3 separate regions of the Gossypium arboreum genome follow, and all the other regions are linked to region 2. A link is a contact called in public Hi-C data. All regions are on one chromosome and are shown on one strand. Each heading gives the region's core, a stretch centred on a gene start, on an enhancer-like site or on the middle of the called end of the contact. The rest is flanking DNA. Distances are from core to core; before and after follow the strand shown.

Evidence for each region. Hi-C and Micro-C count contacts between places; a contact is called where the count stands out from the background.
Region 1: a contact with region 2 is called in a Hi-C map of leaf, with 4 times the contacts expected there. The contact joins the promoter of LOC108454266 here to the promoter of LOC108484342 in region 2. A contact is called at or near these places in 2 of 5 Hi-C or Micro-C datasets (both in leaf).
Region 3: a Hi-C map of leaf shows a contact between it and region 2, with 5 times the contacts expected there. The contact joins the promoter of LOC108486348 here to the promoter of LOC108484342 in region 2. A contact is called at or near these places in 2 of 5 Hi-C or Micro-C datasets (both in leaf).

Annotation. Positions count from the first base shown.
Region 1 is chr6:131,941,670-131,946,229 of ASM2569848v2, forward strand. LOC108454266 (protein SLENDER RICE1-LIKE 1-like) reads right to left here and starts at 3,043. Exons shown (of 1, transcript XM_017752671.2): 1 at 856-3,043. The coding sequence starts at 2,605. The coding sequence ends at 989.
Region 2 is chr6:131,640,202-131,644,194 of ASM2569848v2, forward strand. It overlaps LOC108484342 (probable inactive receptor kinase At2g26730), which reads left to right and starts at 2,721. Exons shown (of 2, transcript XM_017788095.2): 1 at 2,721-3,993. The coding sequence starts at 2,931.
Region 3 is chr6:132,083,408-132,087,534 of ASM2569848v2, forward strand. LOC108486348 reads right to left here and starts at 1,373. Exons shown (of 7, transcript XM_017790360.2): 1 at 918-1,373; 2 at 442-577; 3 at 1-2. The coding sequence starts at 1,035. LOC128294189 (a long non-coding RNA gene) reads left to right here and starts at 1,980. Exons shown (of 2, transcript XR_008284489.1): 1 at 1,980-2,214; 2 at 2,530-2,636. LOC108484660 (a long non-coding RNA gene) reads left to right here and starts at 2,775. Exons shown (of 4, transcript XR_008284490.1): 1 at 2,775-3,283; 2 at 3,385-3,509.

The DNA.
Region 1 (4,560 bases), core at 1,793-4,292, 300 kb after region 2:
TCTGTTAAATAAAAATATATTTTAATCCTCTTTAAAGCCAAAAATAAATAAATTCAATCCATTTCAATATAAAATCTTAGCTTGATTAAGTTTTATTTTAAAAAAATCTTGATATCTAATAACACAATTTCTAACTTAATTTCTACATATGGTAAGTAGTATGGCATAAGTGGTCACATTATTATTTTTATTGAAATTGGTACATACTGGTATGAGTTTATTTTGATGTGTCATTTTAAATTTATCAGTGTTTTTAAAAATATTTAATATATAAAATATTTAAATATATTAAATTAATCAAATTAAATAATTTTAAATATAAAAATATTAATTGATTATATAAAATATTAATTAATAAATTTCATAAATAAAATTTTATCATTTAACAAGTGTAAAGTAAACAAACAAAAAAAAATTCCCACAAATTAAAAGAAAAAATTGCCCACAATATTATTTTTTAAAAATCTACAATAAAATCGTTCTATATTAAATATATAAAATGAAAATTTAATATAAAAAAAAGCACATAAAGTTGTGTTAACGAAGTTTTAGAATTTTTTATATATATTTTATATAAATTCTTTACTTTTTCATTATTTATTAATTTTCTACTATCATTTTTAAAGCTAATTTTTAAATTTGAATAATAAAAATTTTATAGGTAAAAATAATTTTATTTATTTTGAACATTATTCACTGATGCAATCGATACGGTTCAAAATTTAGATCGAAAAAAATAATTATTCTGATATATTACTAAAATAATGCAACCGAAACCGAATACATTGCTACTACTTGCATTACCCAATTTAAAGATAGATTGAGAAAAATGATTCCTAAATAGCTACGAACAGATTCTCCTGAAGTAAAATTTTATAGAAAATAGTTTGGTGAAATGCATTGAAAGGTAAAAAAGATAGAATTTCAAAAAATAACCAAATTACTCTGGATTTACAGCAAGATCTTAGTTACTATTACCCTGCCCCTACTATGAAGATGACATATGATTATCCCACGCTGGCACGGCTTGCCAAGCCGAAGCCGCGATGAGAGGGCGGCTATGCCAACCAAGACTCAAACACCCTTCATTTTCTTCCACTGAATACCCTTCCGCCGAGAACAATGTGAGTAACATGCTAGCCTGTTTAAACGCGTTGGACCCCAAATGCAATGCCCTAAACCCGGCTCCACTCAGCCGTCTCCTCCATTTAGCCAATGGCTCGTGCCTTTCTACTCGAGCCGACCCTTCACAGCTCACTACGTTCCCTATTTCCCTCTGAATGTATATCTCGGCTAAAGCTTTTTCCGGCTGAACCCTGCAAGCTTCTAAAGAATCGAACATCGTTGAATAATAATAAAGAGCTTCTGTGAACCGGTCCAGAAAACCTGGTTGATTGTGGTTTGCTTCTTGTTCCACCACTGTCATAATTTTCGGGTTTAAGCCCCGGATCCAGCTCAGCACGGTGTCGATAGGAGAATTCCGGGTCTGTTCAGATCCGAGTAAACGGTGAAGCTGCATGATGGAGTTAACTGCCACCGCTTCTTTTGGATTCACCTGAAGCATCCAAGGCTTAACGTCTTCCAGCCTGGAAGCCGCGACTCCACGGAAGGCAAAGCGGACGTTGACGGACCGAGCCAACTCGGCGAGTCGTAAACCGATCTCGCGAAGTGAGTCACGGCCATCTGGTGATGGCGGTCCAATGCCAGTCAAACGGAGCAAAGGAGGTCCGCCAGGACGTAAAGCCAGGGCTTGTATCAAAGCTGGCCATTGTAGGCCGTGCATCAAATTGAAATCCACCACGTGTACGCAATCGTGACCGTCGAAAGCTTCGAGGATCGCCTGATTGGCCGTGAAGTGAGCGAATTTCAAGTATGGACAAGCTTCGTAAAAATGATGATGCAAAATCTCGTTCTCAAAAGCCGAGCCACCGTTGACAGAGCCACCGCCCATTCCTTGGAAAATACGGCGGCTTAAAGCGTCGATAAAATGTCCAGCAACTTTACCGATACCGCAAACGGTGTTGACATGAGTCAGTAACCCTTGCATGTCGCCGATCAATGAAGTAGCCAATGAGAGGTCTCCACTTTGGACGCACTCAGCACAAGTCATCAACATGTGGACCAGCCTTATACCCGAATCTTCTTCCATGGCCGTGACAACCGTCAACTGATTATCCAAACTCTGTTGCTCGTCATAAGTAATATTCTGGTGCACCTGCGGTGTATGAGGTTCGGCGGTGGTCCACGCGCTGTTTACCACCGTTTGATTGTTTACGGGATCCACGATGAAGTCGGAGGAGCAAGTGGGAGGAGGCTCAGCGAACTCAGTTAGCAGCGAGTCGACCCAGCAGACCAGATCAGAAGGGTTATAGAGTATAGCATCAGAGGCAAGTTGAGAGAAATCTGCAGGCGAATTACCCATGGCGGTTTCGAGTCGTTCCAGTCGTTGAGCTACTTGTCGTAACTCCGACGACCGGACTTTATAACCAGCACCGGCGAGTAGTCCATCAATATCTTGCTGCGGTGGCTTGGACGAGGAGGAGGAGGATGATAAGCTGCCACTGCTACTTCCCGCTGATGACGAGGTGGAGTCGTACCGCAACATGATTCAAATTAAAATTAGTTTCTTGGTTTTCAAATATTGAAAGAAGGGGCAGATCTAGCATGGCCCAAAGTTGGGAGAGACAGAGTGAGTAAGAAATGGATGAAAAAGAGAAAGTGAGAGAGTAGACGAAATGAGCTATGTATCCATCTTTTTAGATACTTTCTCTTTCCTCATTTTTCATTAAAAAACACCAATACACAATCATGAGTGGGATAGAAATTGAGTAAAAATTTTCAAATATATAAAATTAAATTGCAAAAACTTGGTCGAATCGTTTATATTTGTAGATGCTAAAAACATGGATTGAATTGAAAGAGATGGTTGATGGAGAGGAGAAGGCACTTTTGCAACACTTTTTTCCTCCAATCTCAATTTAGACTTAGACCAAATACATTACTCATCTTGCACATATCTTTTACACACCTAAACTTACTGTACAGTTCGAGTATCTTTGAGTGCAAAACCAACATAAATTAAGCAAAATAGAGTTAAAATGTTTGTACCGTGTCGGTACTTCTCTTGGTTATTGTTCATTTTTATTCATTCTATTTGAGTTGTACAGATGCATGTATGTGTCTATACCTAGGTGTAGGGAAATCAAAATCTAAGTCTAAAATATCTCCAAAAACATACAGATTCAAATTATTCTTAGTCCTCAAAATATTTCCAAAATATCATTCAAAACATCATGTAATTTATCTAATGTACCACAAAATGTGGTTACAATGTTGCTAAAAATCAGAAACAATGCAAAGATGAAACGTAACTATTTTGCCCGAGATCATGATCTTGTCTATCTTGATGAAAATTCCTACGACTTGATTCATTTCATGAAAATGGATTCAACTTTAATATAACAAAAACTAAATATACCTCGACGATGATACTAAGACTTGACCCTTTTTTAGAAAACATATTTGATTTTTCATAAAATGACAATTAAAAGGATCTCAATGACAATCCTAAGGCTCAACCCATTTTTTGAAAGGAAATTCGATTCTTTTATAAATTGATAATTAGAAGGACTTCAACAGCAATCTCAAGGCTCAACCCTTTTTTTGAAAACAAATTCAATTTTTGATAAAATGACAATTGAAAAAAAAAAAACCTCAACAATAATCCTAACTCCCGAGGCTTGGCCCATTTCTTAAAAATGGATATAATTTTTGATAAAAACAACAATTGAAAGCACCTCAACAACAATCTCAAGGTACAACCTCTATCTTGAAAAATAAATTTGATTTTTGATAAAAGAAAACAGAATTGAAAATTTTAGAAGGCAATCTCGAAGCTCGATTCATTTTTTTCAAAACAGATTCAGTTTTTAATTAAATAATAACCAAAAGAATTTTAACATTAATCACAAGGCTCAACCTATTTTTTAAATAGTGTAAATGATTAATCCCGAGTTTAAAAACAATTTTTGTGAAACTAGAAATTGAAAATATTTAGCAGGACTTTTTGGAAATGAGCTTTGAAGAAACCAGAAGTTTGAGGCGAAACTAGAATTTAAATAGTAGGAAAAAGCAAAATTTGAAAATAACTTCCTATCATTGCCAGATACATTGGGTTGCCAACTTACTAGGGCTTGCAATTTTATGTATCATGCCAAGTTGGTTGGGATTAAATCTCAACTAAAAGCCAACTTATTCAAAAAATAACTCTAAAAACTAATAGAAAAATTAAAAGGAAACAGAAAGGATTTAAGCGAGAGAGATGCCAATAGTTTAACAACAAAAAGAATCAGATGACAAAATCGGGGGTGTTGAGTTCTGATCTAACGCTAAGAGCAAGAATAGTGGAATTGAAGAAAATATTGACACTAGTTAGGACCTTCTTTTGTTGAAGAAGATAGATTATTTCTTTGAGGGAGAGTAAAAAAAAATAATTTAATAATGATAATGTTTAGATCACAATAACTTTTAACTCTAAATTTCTTGTTGTTTTTTGCCCTA
Region 2 (3,993 bases), core at 1,471-3,970:
TTGTCAATACCACGCCATCTCATTATAACGGTGTTATAAAGAAGATACTAAAGCGTGTGACATGTTCTAAGCTTAGGTACTCAATTAAGTACAAACGATCAAATTTGTGAGACAGAATTTAAATGGGTTAATATATAGGCTTAAATGCTAAAAAAACCCTTCGAAAATAATTAAAAAAATCATTTGAGCCCTTCAACGAAAAGTGCATCCAATTAAGCCCTTTGAAATTAATTTTCCGTCCAAGCCCTTTATGGGTTGTTAACTTGACATTGGCTCAACAAAGTCGGACACGTGTTGCGTTATGAATGATACACGTGTTATTTTATTAAAGTAAATTTTTAATAACATGGAAATTGAATAAAAGAATTTTAATGACATGAAAAATAAAAAATGAATTGTTTTTATTAAGTTAGAAAAAACATTAATTAATAAAAGAAAATCTAATTTCAAACAAAATCTTCAGAGGACTGAGAGCTTTATATTCTTCGAAAAATTAAAATCAAAATCTTGAGAGCAAAAGTAAAAACTCCTAAGAATCCTAATTGTCATTACATATGAATTTCTTAAGCTAACACTCAAAACTCATTGCCCTAAATCAAGTACTGATTCAAAACCCCCCCCAAAGTCTCTTCAATCGAAACCTAAGATTCCGGTATCGAAGCGAAGTAGTTGTCTTAGTTTAATCGAACCCTAAAATACTTCAAATGAACACTCAAATTGAATTAACCCCGATCTTGAATTGAGAGGAATTGTTAAACATACATTGAGTCATTGACTTCTATCGTGGTTTAGGATTGATATATGCTTGTTGCTGAGAAAGTAACATGAGTTTTGGATTCATTATTGTGATGATTTATTTCTCTTTAGTTTGAGGGAGATTATGCATGATGGTTTGATTTTTTATGCTTATAGAGGACAATAGTACGAGTGTTGTCTACTTCATTCGTTTCTGATTGAAAATGTGTTGCCTTTGTCTTGTTTTGCGCTTCTTTATTAGATTAGGGATTTGATGAGGATGGTGACCCCTAAACCCAAAATTTTAACCCTTAAATCATGCTTCTTCTTCTTAAATCCATGTGTCAAAAATGGTCTTTCCACTTGTTCAAATTATTTCCACGTCATAATAACACGTGTACCATTCATAACTCGACATGTGTCCGACTTTGCTGAGTCAAGGTCAGGTTAATGGCTCGTCAAAAGTTTGGACAAAAAAATAACTTCAAATGACTCAATTGGGTGCATTTTTTTGTTGAGGGGCTCAATTGATTTTTTTAATAATTTTCATAGGGATTTTTTGGTATTTAAGCCTAATATATATTGTGGCCCCTAAACTTGGCAACTTGTACTTATTTAGTACCAAAATTTTTTTGTGAACCTATCTAGTGCCTAAACTTTAAAACCCTTAACCAAGTTGGTATCTTTTATTGATACTTGACTAACACATTTAGATTTTGGGCTCATGGCCAATAGAATGTTGACACATGTCTTAAAATTTAATAAATTTTTTTCTTAAAAATATTAAGAAATTAAGAATATTTTTAATTTATATGTATTGACAAACAATTGTCTATATTCATTTGAATCTGGACAACATTTTATTTAAATTCATTCGAAAATGTATTTTTGGTAATTTTATATATTTTTATAATTTCAAATAGTAATATATAATTTATTTTTAAAATAAATTCTAGGTGTTTTAGAAAATTTTAATTTTTGAATTTTTGTTAAATTTTAAGAATTTTTATTTCACGTGTACAATAAACTTTAACAAATGGTTATTGAAGTTCATTCTATACATATATTTCTAATAATTATATATATTTTAAAATTTCAAAAATAATATAAAAATATTTTCTAAAATTAATAAAAATAAAAATGCAATTTTATATATTTAACCAAAATACAAATAGTTTATACTTGAATTTTTAATTATGCTCGAGAAAATTTTATTAATTCTCTAATTAATCAAGATTTTGTTTAATTATCAATTTAAGAACATTTTAGATTGTGTTAGTATGCATTTTTCTCGTCCGCTCGAACTTATTTTAAAAACATGGAATTTATATTATAAAAACTTGGAATTTATTTTTTAAAATATATTATTATTTGAAATTATTAAAACACACATGCAGAATAAGCCTAAATAAATAATTGTTTAAATTTCAAATTTTTAAAAATAAGTTTACTTATTTTCTTTTTTAAAAATATTATTATTATTATTATTATTAAGACACATGTCAATATTCAATTGGGTACTACCTTAAATCCTTAAATCCAAAGGTGTTGAGTGAAATATCAATAAAAAGTATCAACGTAGTTAATAACTAATTTATATTATTATGCGGATACATGGGTCAATTGTGTATATTAAATTTATAATATTATTTTTTGTTTAAATTTTATAATGAATTTCTTTAAACAATTGAAAAACTAATGTAATTATAAAACATATTTGAAAATATTTAATTAATTTAAAATAAGTTATATTAATGTTATTTAATTTTAAAATATTTAACATTAAAATAATATAAAAATTCATTATAGTTTGAATATTAATATTTTTATATTATAAATTTATTATTAACAATCTATTACAGATTAATTATTAATATTAATATTATTAAAATTATTATTTTATTTTAATAAAATTATTTTTTCAACGAGGAGCGGGAATATGTGGGACAATATATGGAAAGTAAAAATAAAAGCCTGCCGATCCAACGCCAGATTCTCTCTCTCCCCTTCAGTTTTAACTCGGGTTTATTTCTGTTTCAACTTTATAAACTCGTGATCCCCCCCTTCCCTGTCTCATTTCTCTTTCTTTTATGGGTTCTCACCGGAAATCATTTCCGCTTCTTGCAAGCAGCCGACCAAAACTAACAGCTTAATACAGCAGCATTTCCCCCCCATTTTTCAATTAAAATCCCAAAATGGTAATAAATTTTGTCTGTGTTTTTTTAGTTTCAGTTCTGGTACTGAGTTTGGGAGTAAGCTCGGAACCAGTTGAAGACAAGCAAGCTCTCCTTGCTTTCCTTTCACAGACCAAACACGAGAACCGGGTTCAATGGAACTCATCCACCTCAGCCTGCGACTGGGTCGGTGTCGAATGCGATGCCAACCGCTCTTTCGTCTACACTCTTCGTCTCCCAGGTGTGGGCCTCATCGGTTCTATTCCTCCCAACACAGTCGGTAGGTTAAACCAACTCCGAGTTTTAAGTCTACGAGCCAACCGTTTATTCGGTCCCATCCCTGCCGACTTCTCCAACCTCACTCTCCTCCGTAGCCTTTATTTACAAGATAATGAGTTCACCGGCCCCTTCCCTCCTAGTCTGACTCGTTTGACTCGTTTGATACGGCTCGATATTTCTTCTAACAATTTCACCGGTCCAATCCCTTTCACCGTCAACAATTTAACTCAACTGACCCGGCTCTTCTTGCAAAACAATAAGTTTTCTGGTTCTCTCCCGACCATCAACTCCGACGGTTTAGATGATTTCAATGTTTCTAATAACAACCTTAACGGTTCAATTCCCGGCTCGTTATCTAACTTCCGTGAATCATCATTTGCCGGGAATCTCGGTCTTTGCGGAGGCCCACTACCGCCATGTAACCCATTTTTCCCTCCTCCGGCTCCATCTCCGTCCGAGCCCATTCCCCCTACAACTTCCAGAAGGAAGTCCAGGAAGCTTTCCACCGGCGCCATTATTGGCATTGCCGTGGGGTCTGCAATTGTAGCACTTTTGTTATTATTAGTCCTCATTCTTTGCCTCTGTAAACGGCCACGAAGGCCTCCGAAGCAGCAGAAGCCTTTTACGCCGATGACAACAAGAGATGTTCCGTCAGCGGAGGCGGGAACTTCGTCTTCAAAGGATGAAATAATCGGAGGGCCGTCCACAGAAGGGGAAAGAAACAAGTTGGTGTTCTTTGAAGGCGGGATTTACAGTTTCGATTTGGAGGGTTTGTTGAGGTCATCGGCGGAAGTGTTGGGAAAAG
Region 3 (4,127 bases), core at 123-2,622, 440 kb after region 2:
TCCTGCACAAAAGAAATGGCATTTCACAAGATCTATCAACCTTTTATCAATGAACAACCCCATAAAGAAACAGCAGTTGAAACAACATATACCGTCCAAGATTCCAAGTTAAAATATCTCAATTCAAACTATAGCAGTAGGAGATTGAAGCACGAGCAGTTACGTAGGGTAAGCAAACCATTATTAAAAGTATTGTCTACTTTTAAGTGATAGTGTATTATTTGAGAATCAATAATCAACAGCAGATAGAAAATTGTACAGAGCAGGCACAAGAAAAGCAGCACTACAAATCGGCAATTTATAGTGAGATGTTCAAAGACCTCCCGTGTTATATTCCAAATCTGCATATATATGCAATCACAAACAATAAATAAACAGACAAACAACTTTTAGAGTACAAAAACATATAGCAAATAACAGCGATCAAGAATGAATAACTACGCAGTAAAGTCGGCAGAACCAGAAGCAGCCCGTAAAGCGTTTGTATCCAAGCAAACACTCCACACTGCACCCTTGTGTCCTTCAAACGTTCCTATCCAATCTCCAGTTTCACCATTCCTCAGCATGGGACTGGAATCTGAACCAGGCAAATAAAGCATCATTTTTACGAGCATGAGATCAATATCGATTTATCCCTCTAAAGAACTACATATCTTTCATTGTTCTATGAAAAATTAAGGTCTTAACATTATAATGTACTAATAGCCACCACTTATATTCATATAATGATTTATATAATCAAATCAATCAAATATACACTACAAATAAGCCTAGAAAGGGATTAAAAAGTGGATTTAAGACAATCAATTACTTGTATATAAACCCCTTTCCAGAGACAATAAATAAACAACAAAATCATAATGCATTTTACAGAAGAACAAAAGTCAGAGACCAAATAAATACTAAATAGTAACTACCTTTGCTGGCACTAATGAGAAAAAAGCCATCTAGAGTGACAGGACTATAAAAGAGATCCACAACAGGACGTGAATGGCCATGACATACAAGTGGGACCGCAATCTTTTTCTTGTCCATTTTCCTTCTTTCCCTTTTTTGTTTTTACTTCAACTTACAAACCAAACACCAATGGAGAAAAAACAAAAGAAAAGAAAACCCTTTTTTGATCACAAAACAAAACAAGAGAACAACCTTAAAATCCTTAACAAATCTACACAAACCCAAAGAATAAAAAAAGACAAACTGGGTTTTTTTTCCCTTTCTTTTGGGGATCAAAATGTAAAGGAATGGCGGTAGTTTAATACAGGTGAGAAGAGTCTATGATTAATGAATCCCGGGCTCTGATGCGAAAACGTTAAGAGGGAAAAATGAAACAAATGGGATACGGGCACAGAGCAATGAATATAAAAGGGGCGTGGCTAAGGCGCAAGATGGATGTCATCTTATAGGCTGGCTTTCCAGTTGACTTAATCCACTTTTTCCAACTTTCTATTTTTAAGGTAGAAAAAAGATGGTATATACTTTATCCGCACTGAGCGGAAGGATGCTGAAAGTTCCACTTGGCCCCCATTGTTTTGAAAAAAATCTCCCACTTATCATTTTCTCTGTTCTTCATTTTAGAAGTTTATAGGAATCAGAATTAGAATAAATTTAATATGAATGACTATGAGTTGAAAATAGAAATATATCCTAAATTTGGATTTAAATAAAATTAAACATAGAATAATGTAAAAAAAATCCAAATATGTCAAAGCCTCGTTAACATGTTTTCAATTATTCAAATATAAGCATTAAATTTTACTTAATCAAAATTGTTTTATTTTGTTATCTTCTTTAAAGGAAATCTCAAAACATATAATATTTTATATATTTTTATTAGATTTATAAATATTTACAACTTTAACATATTTTAAATATTTATATTTTTTGAAAGAAAATTAGGTTGTATTTATTAAGATAAATTAAAATAAACAGAATCCTCAACTAAATCGGCCTGTTGGCCACGAAGGGCCTGCCACTCTTTGCAAAACAAAAAAAATAAAAGACATGAAAAGACAACCCAACATTAATGAGCTGTTATTTCCTAAAAATCTTCTTAAAATATCTTCATTTTCATTTACAGCTCTTGGAGAAGGACAAAAGACTGGTATTCATTAGGGTTCCTTCTCTAAATCATCCACCTGTTGGAATTCTTCACCCCCATCCTCGATCAATTTCTGCCTCTGTGACGCCCTCAGCAACTGGTCTGTGAATAATGTAAGTCTTTTCTACCATTTTTAAGCCTTTTGATACCAGATCATGCGCTTGTTCGTTTGCTTTTCTTCGTACATAAATGAACTTACTTTCATAGAAAATCTTGCACATTTCTTGAATGTCTTGAATGTCTACGCCGATTACCGACTTGTCTATGATCTTAGTTTGAGCTTTTTTTATCACTGTCAAAGAATCCCCTTCAATGTCAACAAACTTTAATCCTAGATCCCTTCCTAAGATAACTGCCTGTAAACATGCAACAGACTCGGCTGCAAACCTCGAAGGTATATTCTCATGATTTATGGTTTTTGTGGCTAGGATTTTCCCTTTCCAGTCTCTGACTATGAGTCCCGAACATGACCTTTGTGTTTTAAGGTCCACTGCTGCATCGAAATTGATTTTGTAGATACCTTGAATCGGAGGCCTCCATTCTGCACTTATCGGGCTAAAGGCAAGTTTTTCCCATTTAATGTTATTTAGTTCTTGTAAGTACTGTAAGCTGAATCTTGCCGTCTCTGTCCCTACATTTTCTTACCCTCGTGAATCCATTTGTTTCTAGCCGACTAGATAACCCAAATGGTGCATAGAAATGATCGACAGATATCAGTACTGCTGCTTAGCATGATCCAAGTAAACCATTCCATAAATTTCAGATTTGCTATTCTTTCAGGCCAGTCATATTTTAAGCTATTCCATGTTTCCCTTGAAGTAGCGCATTCTCGAAAGACGTGATCCATATTCTCCACACCTTGCTGACATCTCGGGCAGACGGCGTCATTAGCTAGTCTTTTAATGCATAGATTTGATAGTGTAGGAAGGTAGTTTAGAGTGGCTCTCCAGGCTCTAATTTTTAATTTTGAGGAGGTCACTATTCCACATTTTTTTGCAACATTTCCTGTTTTCATTTGGGTTGTATCTATTATTATTGATGGAATTGCCTTGAAAGAGTAATCTGTACCCACTTTGGACTGTATATTCGCCTGTTGGTTCGCCTCTCCAAGCCATAAAGTTGTCCTATAGGGAGTGAGCAAGCGGGATTTGGAGTATTCTCTGAGCATCTTCTACGGAAAAGGTATCTATAATCAACTCTGTTTTCCATGATCTAGCATTGCTATCAATCAGGTCTGCTACCTTCAATAAATTTTGATTTCTTACTATTTTTTGAATATGTAGATTTTCATCCTTCGGAGCCCGGACATCCTCTTCAATACTTATATTTCGGCCATTTCCCACCCTCCAACATAATCCTGTCCGCAAAAGGCCTTTTGCAGCCCATATAATTTTCCAAGTATATGAAGGTAAGTTTCCTAGCTTTGAGTTTAGAAAATCAGTATTCAAATAATATTTGGCCTTTAGCGTCTGTGCTAAAAGAGAATTGGGGTTTTCAATTAATCGCCATCCTTGCTTAGCGAAGAGGGCTAAATTAAACTTTGCAAAATTACAATAACCAAGACCACTGAATTCATTTAATTCACATAAGTTATTCCATGACTACCAATGTATCCCCCTTCTCCCGAACCCCTTTTACCACCAATGCTTGGCTATAATTTGTTCCATATCAACGCATACTGACTTCGGTAATAAAAAAATCCCATTGTATAAGCTGGAATTGCTTGTAGCACAGATTTAATGAAAACTTCTTTTCCCCTTGCAATAGTAATTGAGAACTCCTACAGTTAATTTTTGCTTTAATTCGATCTTTAAGGTGTTGGAATGCTAACCTTTTCCTCTTTCCCACCATATTTGGCAAGCCCAGATATTTTTGTGTGTTATTCGTTCGTTTCACCCTCAATTTATTTGAGATAGCTAAACAAATTATTTCAGTTGTGTTTGAGCTAAAGAAAACTGTTGACTTTCCATAATTAATGGATTGTCCCGAACAGGCTTCGTACTCTTTTAAGATCTTTCCAAAAGTT